Regions from separate parts of the Podarcis muralis genome. Here region 2 is linked to region 1. The links are chromatin contacts, called in public Hi-C maps. All regions are on one chromosome and are shown on one strand. Each heading gives the region's core, a stretch centred on a gene start, on an enhancer-like site or on the middle of the called end of the contact. The rest is flanking DNA. Distances are from core to core; before and after follow the strand shown. Region 1 holds the start of LOC114584561 (protein Lines homolog 1-like). Region 2 holds the start of LYSMD4 (LysM domain containing 4).

What was found. Hi-C and Micro-C count contacts between places; a contact is called where the count stands out from the background.
Region 2: a Hi-C map of tail shows a contact between it and region 1, with 5 times the contacts expected there. The contact joins the promoter of LYSMD4 here to the promoter of LOC114584561 in region 1. A contact is called at or near these places in 2 of 3 Hi-C or Micro-C datasets (blood and tail).

What each region holds. Positions count from the first base shown.
Region 1 is chr14:23,123,576-23,129,195 of rPodMur119.hap1.1, reverse strand. LOC114584561 (protein Lines homolog 1-like) reads right to left here and starts at 3,307. Exons shown (of 17, transcript XM_028706527.2): 1 at 3,194-3,307; 2 at 478-999; 3 at 292-381. The coding sequence starts at 909. ASB7 (ankyrin repeat and SOCS box containing 7) reads left to right here and starts at 3,333. Exons shown (of 6, transcript XM_028706537.2): 1 at 3,333-3,357.
Region 2 is chr14:23,409,811-23,415,247 of rPodMur119.hap1.1, reverse strand. LYSMD4 (LysM domain containing 4) reads right to left here and starts at 2,898. Exons shown (of 3, transcript XM_028706717.2): 1 at 2,786-2,898. LOC114583954 (a long non-coding RNA gene) reads left to right here and starts at 3,003. Exons shown (of 4, transcript XR_013390668.1): 1 at 3,003-5,437.

The sequences.
Region 1 (5,620 bases), core at 2,058-4,557:
GTAAGCCCCATTGAACTTAACAGAAAATCCCATAATTCCCTCTGGTGTGCAAAAGAAAGCCTTTTCTAAGAAGATATCTGCCATCCACAGATTTTAAAGTACTTAAATAAAAAATAATGAACTTTAAAAACATTATGATTGATTTAAAAAGGATCCCCTAATTACTTGAACAGATTTTTAAATCAACTGATTGATGCAGCTGACTTAATTACACACCTACTTCAAAAAACAAAGAGTGAAGCAGAAAGCTGTTTTAGTGGGAACTAGCCCAAAGCCCACTTTGCAACTCACCTCTTCTGTTAGTTGAAAACGCACAAGGAAGACCAAAGCTTTGGAAGCCTGATAAGACAGTTGTTTATCAGAAATAAGTAACAGATGAATCTGCAATAAGTGGAAAAGGGAGGAATTATAGATAAGGGATATCTTAGCAACGGAGCTATTTGGGGGGTGGGGGTGGGGAAGCACCCCAAAACTTACTAATTTTGAGTCTATGTTGGCTTCTTTCAAAAGAATTCTAATAATCTCTACATATTTCTGTTTTGATTCAACTGCCACCCCTTGGGATTGCATTTTGGATAGCATCATCTTGATCAAGGTTAACTGAAGCAGCATAATTTCTCGTGAATGGCATATTGAATGAATCACATTTTCAGATGTGTCCGGCTCATCATCTGTCTTGAGGGCTGTAAACGCTGGATCAGAAGAGTTCCAAGCACCAGTGTTAGGAGAAAACAGACTCATTGCCCATGATTTTCTATTTGTTGATGACAAGTGTCGCAGTGATATAGGAGGATTTAGAAGAGCTGCACAACTATGACTATCTTTCAGAAATAAGGCATCTGCCAGCATATCATCATACATTTGCTGGAGAGAAGCCCAGTTGTGAGAAAATTTGGTATTTTCGGTCATTCTTTGCACATTCACATTACAGAGATCTGAGTTGCTTCTCCAATAAGCAGAGAAAGTTCATCATTTCATGCAGCTTTTTCTCTGGTGCATCTAGAATTAAAGGCAATAATGAATATCATCATCAGCAGGAAATTGTTAAATCAGCAAGAAGACCAAACAGTTTAGATTAGTTATCTGATGGGAAGTAAGTACTTTTGTAAACAGTGCAATCTTATGCATATCTATGGGGGACATAAAGCATATCAGAACTATGAATATTGAACTCCTTGAAAGAAAGGCTGGATATAGCAATAAAAATAGATACTGCAGCCCAACAGTGCAGTTCTTTACAAGTCTATTCGAAGCAGACACTAATGAGGTCACCCTCCTAGAAAAGTATGTATAAGATCGCAGTCTAAATCTACTATTGCATACAATTTATCAAGAAAACACATGGCTTTGGCAAATAAAACATTTCAGCCAAACAAATACACATTTCAGCTAAACAAACACACATTTCAGAACTATGTTCATTTCTGAAAACTCACCCATACCTGAGACCATTAAGAGAAGTAAGGATGCAACCTACTAGGTTAATCAACCTAGGTTGTTTCTTAGGTTAATTATTACTATGATTGGCACAATGCTGTTGTAATAGGAAGCGTTTTGAAATCTTTAGAGTGCTATATAACAAATGCTACAAATATTAAGTAATATAAAGCACAAGAACTTTTTTGCATCCTACTCCTTCCCTCATATGCCTCATCTTAAAACTTATCAATATACCCATCTCTTCCTGGTAGTCCTTCCTTGAAACCTGATACATTTACAGAGCACAATGAGGTGGTAGGATCCTGAAGGGGCTGAATGGACTTTTGTACGCTGTATATATTACAAAAACCAAAATCTGAAGTCCAGCACCAGCACAGGATGAACAGAACTGCACACAGGATGGAGTTGATGACAGATAACAGCTCCGTCTGTGATGTGCTAGTGGTTGGTGAGGGATAATTCCATTTTTATTTTTTTAACTAGGACAGTTCATTAAGAATGTAAGAGTCCTGCTGGATCAAACCGAAGGCTCGTTTAGCCTTCTACCTGGCTATTTTTCTGACTGGAAATTGTTTTTTTTTTGGGGGGGGGGGGTTAAATTGATATACAGTGGCACCTCAGGTTAAGTTCTTATTTCGTTCCTTGGCCACAGTGCTAACACCAATACAGTGGTACCTCGGGTTACGTACTTAATTCGTTCCGGAGGTCCGTACTTAACCTGAAACTGTTCTTAACCTGAAGCACCACTTTAGCTAATGGGGTCTCCTGCTGCTGCTGTGCCGCCGGAGCACAATTTCTGTTCTCATCCTGAAGCAAAGTTCTTAACCCGAGGTACTATTTCTGGGTTAGCGCAGTCTGCAACCTGAAGCATATGTAACCTGAAACGTATGTAACCCAAGGTACCGCTGTATAGTGTTTTGTTGGAAGCTGCCCAGAGTGGCTGGGGAAACCCAGCCAGATGGGCGGGGTATACATAATAAATTATTATTATTGAATTATTGCAACCATGTAGATATATTGCAATCAGTCACTGCTTCTCAGCCTAACCTACCTCACAGGGTTGTTGTGGGGATTAAAGAAGGAGACAAGCAGAAGCACAACTTGAGCTCCTTGGGCGGGGGGGGGGTGGGGTGGGAAATAAATGCAACATAACATTAGTGATTAGTCCATCATCTTGTTGACTCTTTGGAAGCCCACAAGCAGAGCCAAAACATAGTAACTCCTCTCCTGCTCGCGTTCCCCAGCAGCCGGTTTTCTGAAGCACGCTGCCTCTCATAATAAAGGAAGCCTTCCCCCCCCCCCCAAACCTGCAGTGTGGTACAGTCCACTCAACCCGCTCAAGGCTCTACCACCGCGTCCCGAGAGCGAAAAGCCGTCCCCCCCCCCCGCAAGGCCCTCCAACAGCATCACTACAACGAACGCCCGTGCGTTGCTAGGCAACCCACCCCAGCTTCTAGGCCTAGCCATCGAAGCAGCGCTAACACCTCCTCTTGGAAAGTCCGAGCGACCCGCCTTCCCCGTCGCAAAAAACAACAACCCTGGTTCGCGCTTTCCGGCACTGAGGGAGATAAGGAAGGCTCCGCCCCGCTCTTTCTCTTAGCAGCGAACCGTAGAACATATAGATCTTTTAATTTTCAAAAAATAGAGTGACACCAATACCCGGAACTTCCGGTGGGAGTCCATAGAGATAAGAAAAGTTTAGAGTAAATTCGCGCAGCATGAACTTTAGGGGAATTAAACGGAAAATCGCTACCGGCCATCGCTTTGTATGTGGGGAGCCGCTCTCCCACTGCCTATCTGAACGAAAAGCTCTTTTTCTACACCCGGCGTTAGCAGGCGAGACAACAACAACAAAAAAGTTACTGCCATGATTCCGGAAGTGCCGAAAGGGAGTGCAGCGGGACTGTGCCCCTTATGGTGAGGCGGAGGGAGTGGGTGGGGGGGACAGAGAGGAAGAGAGCGAGAGCGAGGGGGGGGGAGGGAACGGGGATGTGGGAGGGGAGGAGCGCTCGGAACCCCCGCGCGGCCCAATCGGGAGAGGCGGTGGGCTGCGGCGCGAGGCGGAGGGGAGGCGAGCGCGGCCGCTGATTGGCTGGGCGCCGGGGTCAGCCCCTGCCCGGTGACCCCGGAGTGAGGAGAGGAGGTGGCTCCTCCTCAGTCAGTCAGTCGGTCGGTGCAAAGTGAGTCTCCCTCCGCAGCCGCTTCTCTTCTTCGCCCTCCCAGCAGTGCCTACGGCTCCCTTCTCCTCCTCGAGTACGCAAGCCCTCCCCCCCTTGCCCCGCCAGCGAGGGGGCGAAGTGGCCGCGGGCTGGCGGCTGGGCCGGGCCCGTGAGTGACTGAAAAAGAGAGAGAGAGAGAGAGAGAGAGACGGAAAGACAGACAGGTAACGGCCGGCGAAGAGGGAGGGGCTTAGCGGCCCCCTCCCCCAATAGCAGCACGGGCTGGGGGAGAGGAGAGGCGGTAGCAGCAGCAGCTGCTGCTGTTATTATTATTATTGGGTGAGCCTCACCTGGGATGGTGGAGGAGGGGCAGGGATAGGATAGGGATAGGATATCTGCCTTGGCTCCTTGCTTGCAAGCTAGAGAGGGGCCTGCTCCGCTAGAGGTTTGGTAGGGTGCTTAGCCCCTTCGCCATATCAGAAGGGGTGGCTAGGTTTACCCAGTTTTCCTTTGCAACTGCTGTTTCTTTAATTATTTATTTCAGTGAACGCTCCTTAACCTAGCTTTATGGCTGTAGTTGTTTTGTTTTTGTAATTGTGTTTGTTTGTTTTTAACTCTTATAACCTATCCTAGGACCTCTGGCTGACAGACAGGTAAGAAGGCTACTAAAAAAATGTAGACCTTGCAGGGAAAGGCTGGTAAGAAACTGGAAAAAAATGGCTATAAAAGTTAAGAGTCTGAGGGTGGAAAAAATGTTAGAACCCTTCTGGGGTCAGGCAGAGAGAGTGTTTTGTTTCTCCTGTAGTAGTTTGCTGCATTTTTGTGCTGAGGAGGGGGCTTCTCTTCCCTGATTTTTCTTTGGCTTCTGTGCTAGTTGTCTTCTGCTTGTAGTTCATCCTAGCCATAGTGAGCTAGTGTTTCAGTACAACCTAAAGAAACAACTTACCATTGTTTATTATCCTGTAATTGTTGCTTGGCTGCTTTATTGTATCCACATAAATAACTTAATTATTTTATAATAGTGTCTGAAAACGATATCCCTCCCCCTGCCAAAGTGAAAGACTCATAGTGTTGGATGGTACATTAAAGGTCATTTAATCCAACCTCTGCCAGTGCTGTTGCTACAGCATCCCCCAAATGTGGCAATCTAACCTCTGATTAAAAAGCTCTAATGCTGAAGTGCCTATCACATTCTGAAGTACAGTAGTCTTTCACTGTTCAACAGCTTGTGCTACCAGGAAGCTTTTACTTTAGTTTAGTTTCTTTAGTTTCAATTTCTGTACATGTCTACTTGGAAGTTCATTTCATTGAGTTTAGTGGGGCTTACTTTCTAATGATGTGGTTAAGATTGTAGTGCTAGGTTGTGTGTTGATGGGGAGTTATGAAATGTGGCCACTTTTTTGTCAGAGGCAAATTGGAAGCTTGGGAACATAGTTGGAGATTATAAGAATAGATTCAGAAGGAATAAATGTGACTCATTTGGAAGAATCGGAAAGATGATGGGGTGGGTTAGTTGTGTTAATAAGAGTTCTGTTTGGGCGGGTGGAGTTTGCTTTCTAACAGCATCTGACTGGCCACGGGTTTCCCATCTCTGGGAGAAGGGAAGCAGGTAAATCAAGATGAGTTGATCTGGGAAGGGTATGTGGTGAGGAATGAGGTGACCTATATTGTCACCTCTGCTCAAGTTCCACCCCTTCTCTGGCATGAAGGAATTGAAAAGTAATGGTGAGTTCTTTTCTTTGGATTAAAAACTATGTGTTTAGAATGAGAAGCCTTTTCTGAGTACCTCAGAGATTTAGGATTTTTGTCACCTTCCACACGTCTCACGGAAATGTAGAGAATGCAGTAAAGCAGCTCAGCAGTTTAAAACAGTAAAGAAAAGAGCAGCAGATAAAACAGCTATACCAGCTAGACACTTACAGGATATACATATTCACATAGCTGGGAAGGCATGTTTACAATTGTTTCTGGAAAGTGCAGGTAGTGGGCATCTGTCATATATTGAAAGGAATGCTTTTCCA
Region 2 (5,437 bases), core at 1,649-4,148, 290 kb before region 1:
GGTCCCAGGACGGGTAACAACAATTAAAACACAGTGTTAAAAACAGTTTAAAACAACTTACAGAAATAAAGTGGGTGCTAAAAATATGCACCTCAAGTGTCCAATGCCAGAGTAAAGAGCTGTGTCTTCAGCATTTGTCAAATCGGGATAATGAATGTGCCAGATGTACCGCTGGGGATGGGGGGAAGGAGTTCCACAACTGCCACAGACAAAGCCCTTCCCCAGCCATCCCTCCCTGAGCTTCTGAGAACATAGAATGATGAACACTGAAACAGCCTTCTACAACTGGCCTGCATAGCTTAGTACTGTCTACACCAGACATAGCCAATGTGCTGCGCTCCAGACCTTGTTGGACTCCAACTGGCCCCTGCCGTCATGGGCAACAGGGAAGATGTGGGTTGTAATCCAGCAACATCTAGAAGACACCATATTGGCTACCCCTGGTCTGCAGCAGCTGACAACAGCACTCCAGCATTTCAAACAGGAGGACAGCAGGGATTGAACCTGGGTCCTTTGGCTTTATCACTGAGCCCGTCCCCAAAGCAAAGGTTGAACATACCTTCCAGGTGCTAAGAGATCCCCGTGACAGGAGTGACTCTCTGCCTTCCAAGGCTAAAGATCTTTTGAAAACTTACACGCCCTGTTTCAGAACACTTTATGTCCCAGGACAGCCTGCCTTGCTTTGATGACTTGTCCACCGGCAAGTTGCGTCAGGGAAGGCTCAGAGTAGCCCCTTCAAAATTGGTTTGGACCTTCAGTTATCCCATCCCTTGATAAATAATCATGACTGGGCCATAGACTCTGCCCCCACCCAGTAGTCTTTTTTCTTTAAATCCAAGAATGGAAAATCAGAGCCACATGTTCAGGTTATCTTATTCTCAGGTCTTTGATCTAATCCTTGGGGAAAATTAAGAGCTACTGCTGTTCTCACTTACTAGAACAGATAAGAAGGGCCCTGCTGCCACATCAAGCCAAAAATCCTGTTTCCAACAGAGCACAGCCAGATGCTGCCTCCAACAGGCTCTCAAGTAGCATGAAAGCACCCTCGCTCTCATCAGCATAGGATTTCCTTCCCAGGCCCCTCAAGGCCTTCTCCTCTGTACATCAGGAGAATGATGCCAGATAAGGGGACATCGCTGTTCAACTTTCTATTGTTTTGGCAGCGTATCATATTTGTGCCCTAACCTACCTGATTATAATCTCCCAAATCAACTATTCTATTCTGAACTTAAAAATAGAAAGTGTAATGCTGGTGGTCAGCAAAAGAGGATCAAAGACTCTCTCAAGGCAAATCCAAAAAAAAATGTAGTGTAAACACTGACAACTGGAAAACACTGGCCTGTGAGTGCTCCAGTTGGAGAACAGCCTTTACCAAAGGTGTCATGGGTTTTGAAGACACTCGAACTCAGGACAAAAGGGAGAAATGCACTAAGAGGAAGGCACAATTAGCAAACCCTCACAGTGATCAACTCCTGCCCAGAAACCTATGCCCCCACTGTGGAAGGATGTGGATCCAGAATTGGCCTCCACAGTGTCTTACAGACTCACTGTTAAAACCATGTTTATGGAAGACAATCTTACTCGGCTACAAGTGATCGCTGAAGAAGAGGGAGGAGGAGGTAGGTGTTGCTTTTAAAAAAACATTGCCCTAAACTACAGGGTGGGGGGGGGGGGGAGAGAAGGGACCAATTAAAGCTACCTGCATTCCCCATTACCCTCCAACCAGATCAAAAGAAGTATCCTAGTAGAAAATAGTTGTGCAATTTTGGACTTTGGACTCAATTTGGCACACAAAGAGCCTTTAGATGGTAATGTGTGTCAGCACAGTTTGACGTAAGCTGGCCCTGCCCTCTTTGGGAGCCCTCATGCTCTTTTTGCTGAGTCTCTGTTTAAAAGGCCCACACTGAGGGCACCACATCAATAGCAGCTCCACACATTAGGCAGTAAACAGCATGAATAAATGTGGACTGTATTATACAGACTCCAGGATGTGCTTAAAAGCAAAACCATATCCCTTCAATTAGTTGACTAGCACAAAAGGGCAACAGGTTCCCCGCACCGCAAACCTACTGGGCTAGTTTACTAGATGCACAAACAAAGCTTTAGTTAGCATCCCAAACTATGACACACACACCCTCCACCCCGGAAGTCTTAAGTGCTGCAGTCCTGAATTTCAATGCCTCAGTCATCCTCTGCCTTGTTCTGTGTATGGGGTAGAGGAGTCCTACCTGCACACCTCAAAGAAAGCCGTACAAGTTAAAAAGAAAAACCACTCTCCACATCAACACACCCCTGGCTCCCTTTCTAAGCCCCTGGAGCAAAGAGCAAAGATTCCTACACATCATTTGTTTATTGCAATGGAAAATGGTGTGTGTGTGTGTGTGTGTGTGTGTGTGTGTGTGTGTAAATACCCAGGCAAATTCTCTTCTCTGCCCACACTCCCAAGCAATAAAAGGAAACACTTGTAGCGTGATCCTGGCCAGATCTACTCAGAGGCAAGTCCTAGTGAATTAATGAGGCTTACTCCCAAGGAAAGTGGGTTTTTAGTATTGCGAGCCAAACGCCTCCAAAAGCAAAGCCTGGTCTACTCAGAGGCAAGTACCACTCAATCAAATGGGGCTTACTGCCAGGAAAGTGTGGGGTTTAGAATTGCAGCCCTTACAAAGAACAGAGGAGCCCCCCAGTTGAAGGGGAACCCAGAACTCCCAGGTTCAAGGGTGTCCCTTCCAGATCAGCTGCTCCTGATCTAATACTCCCATCCCCACCAACCACCATTCAGCCCTACCTGCTTTTATTTGCAGGCGACCTGCTTCCCAGCTGCCCCTCTTCCTTCCTTCCTTCCTCTCGCCCCAGCTGCTTGGCCTCACCCGAACTTGCTGTGGGCTGCCTCTCCGGCCGGATAGTTCGGAATGGCCCAGGAAAGGCGGGCAAGAGCAGCATCGCAGCCAATCACCTGCTAGAATGGGCACGGCTAGGGCTTGGTGGGCGGAGGCGGGCGTAGAGCAGTTCCTTGAAGTCAAGTTCGGCGGAGAGGTCAGCGCAGGAACGTGCCTCGGGAGGCGGAGGAGGGAAGCGCGCGTTGGCCTTAAAGGAACAGCAGCCTTGTTTGTTTGTTTTTTAACCCCCTTCTTTCTTTGCTCCCCATAGATATTGGAAGGTGTGGGGAAAGGCAGTACTCTAGCAGCAGTAGCAGGGGGCTGAGCTTGCTGGGGCCTCGTATGAAGGCCGCTTCATAATTGCTGTCAAGAATAAATTGCTCCAGTATACCTGAAGGAGCGTCTCCACCCCCATCGTTCTGCCCGGACGCTGAGGTCCAGCGCCGAGGGCCTTCTGGCGGTTCCCTCATTGCGAGAAGCAAAGCTACAGGGAACCAGGCAGAGGGCCTTTTCGGTAGTGGCGCCCACCCTGTGGAACACCCTTCCAGCAGATGTCAAAGCGATAAACAACTACCTGACATTCAGAAGACATCTTAAGGCAGCCCTGTTCAGGGAAGTTTTTAATGTATGATATTTTAGTGGGGTTTTTGGTTTCTATGGAAGCCACCCAGAGTGGCTGGGGAAACCCAGCCAGATGGGCGGGGTACAAATAATAAATTATTATTATTATTATGAGGTAATTGTTGCAGCCAAATTCCTAGGAACAGGGGATGCAGCCTTGTTTATTTACTGCATTTTTATACCACCCTCTCCTCCAAAGATGGGACGCGGGTGGCGCTGTGGGTTAAACCACAGAGCCTAGGACTTGCTGATCAGAAGGTCAGTGGTTCGAATCCCCGCGACGGGGTGAGCTCCCGTTGCTCGGTCCCTGCTCCTGCTAACCTAGCAGTTTGAAAGCACATCAAAGTGCAAGTAGATAAATAGGTACCACTCCGGCGGGAAGGTAAACGGCATTTCCATGCGCTGCTCTGGTTCGCCAAAAGCGGCTTAGTCATGCTGGCCACATGACCCGGAAGCTGTACGCCGGCTCCCTCAGCCAATAAAGCGAGATGAGCACCGCAACCCCAGAGTCGGTCACGACTGGACCTAATGGTCAGGGGTCCCTTTACCTTTACCTCCTCCAAAGAGTTCAAGGGGATGCCCTTGTTTTTCCTCCCCTTCCCCGTTTTAGCCTCACAACAACCCTGCGGCGTAGGTGAGGCTGGGAGACAGCGACTGGGCGAGGTCACGCAGGTCTGAACCCCCAGAGTTTTTCCAAGCCCTAGGCCTAAAATCAGCTTAGTAAATTTGCAACAAGGCTGTAAAATAGTCCAGTAGTCCAGATAGTCCAGTATCATTCTCTCCATATTGCTGGTGGAAGGCTGGGGATTTTAACCCGGGGCTCCTTGGTCGTAGGCCAGCACTCTAACCACTACACTGCACTGGCTCTCAAGTCAGGATAACTTTGCATCAATGAAGACAAGGAAGACTTTGCTTAGACCTGCAATTCCTGTTGCATGCACCTAGACACAGAAAGTGTTTCCAACTTTATTTTGTTCCTTGCTTTCTAATTTTGTAGGATATGTTTGATACACATTTACTATGTTCTTCCAGCTTGTCTGTGATGTAAACTGTGCCAGCTCTTGCCAGGGAATGGCCCTCCTTTTTCCAAGAGCTGCGTGTGAGATTTCTGCTTCTCGCACGCAGTGGCGTAGCGTGGATTGTCAGCACCCGGGGCAAGGCAAGTAATTTGCGCCCCCTAACCCATGGATTTGCGCCCCCTAACCCGTGGATTTGCGCCCCCTAACCTGTGGATTTGCCCTAACCCCAGATGTTGCGCCCGGTGCGGCCGGCCCCCCCTGCACCCCCCACGCTACGCCACTGCTCGCACGCAGTCCATGCAAGCAATAATTTTCACATGCCTCCCTTTGTACACACATTCTTGAGTTCTTGTAGGGGAACTCCAAGTTGCACATGCCCCAGGCCCCATAAACCCTCTGGGAGCCCCTGGTTCTGCTGGTGAGCTTCCGAAGAGACATCTGCTTGGCCACTGTGAGAATGGAGTGCTGGTCTAATGGGCCCTTGGCTTGGTACAGCTGGGTTCTCCTTGGCCTCTGCCATTGTTGGACCATGCAATTGGCCAGGCTATTAGGAGCCTTTTGCTGATCAAAAGAACAATTCAGGTTTTAGCAGCAGACTTCAGACACAGAGCTGGAGAACAACACCCTGTTGTTTTGGAACTGATTGTGCATCGCCCATGGCTTTGGTCTGGATCAAACAATATGGCATGCATTAGGCCAGCCTTTGCCAACCCAGTGCCCTCCAGATGTTCTGGATCCCAACTGGGTCTGCGTGCTGTCTGGGGCTAATGGGAGTTGTAATCCAAAACATCTGGATGACACCAGGTTGGCAAAGGATTAAATAGGCTTTTCTGTCTTTCCTCTCTTGAAATCTTTCTTTTTTTAATAGAGCAACATTCATGGGCAAGGAGCTTAAACGTGCAAGTTGAAAGATCTTTGCCC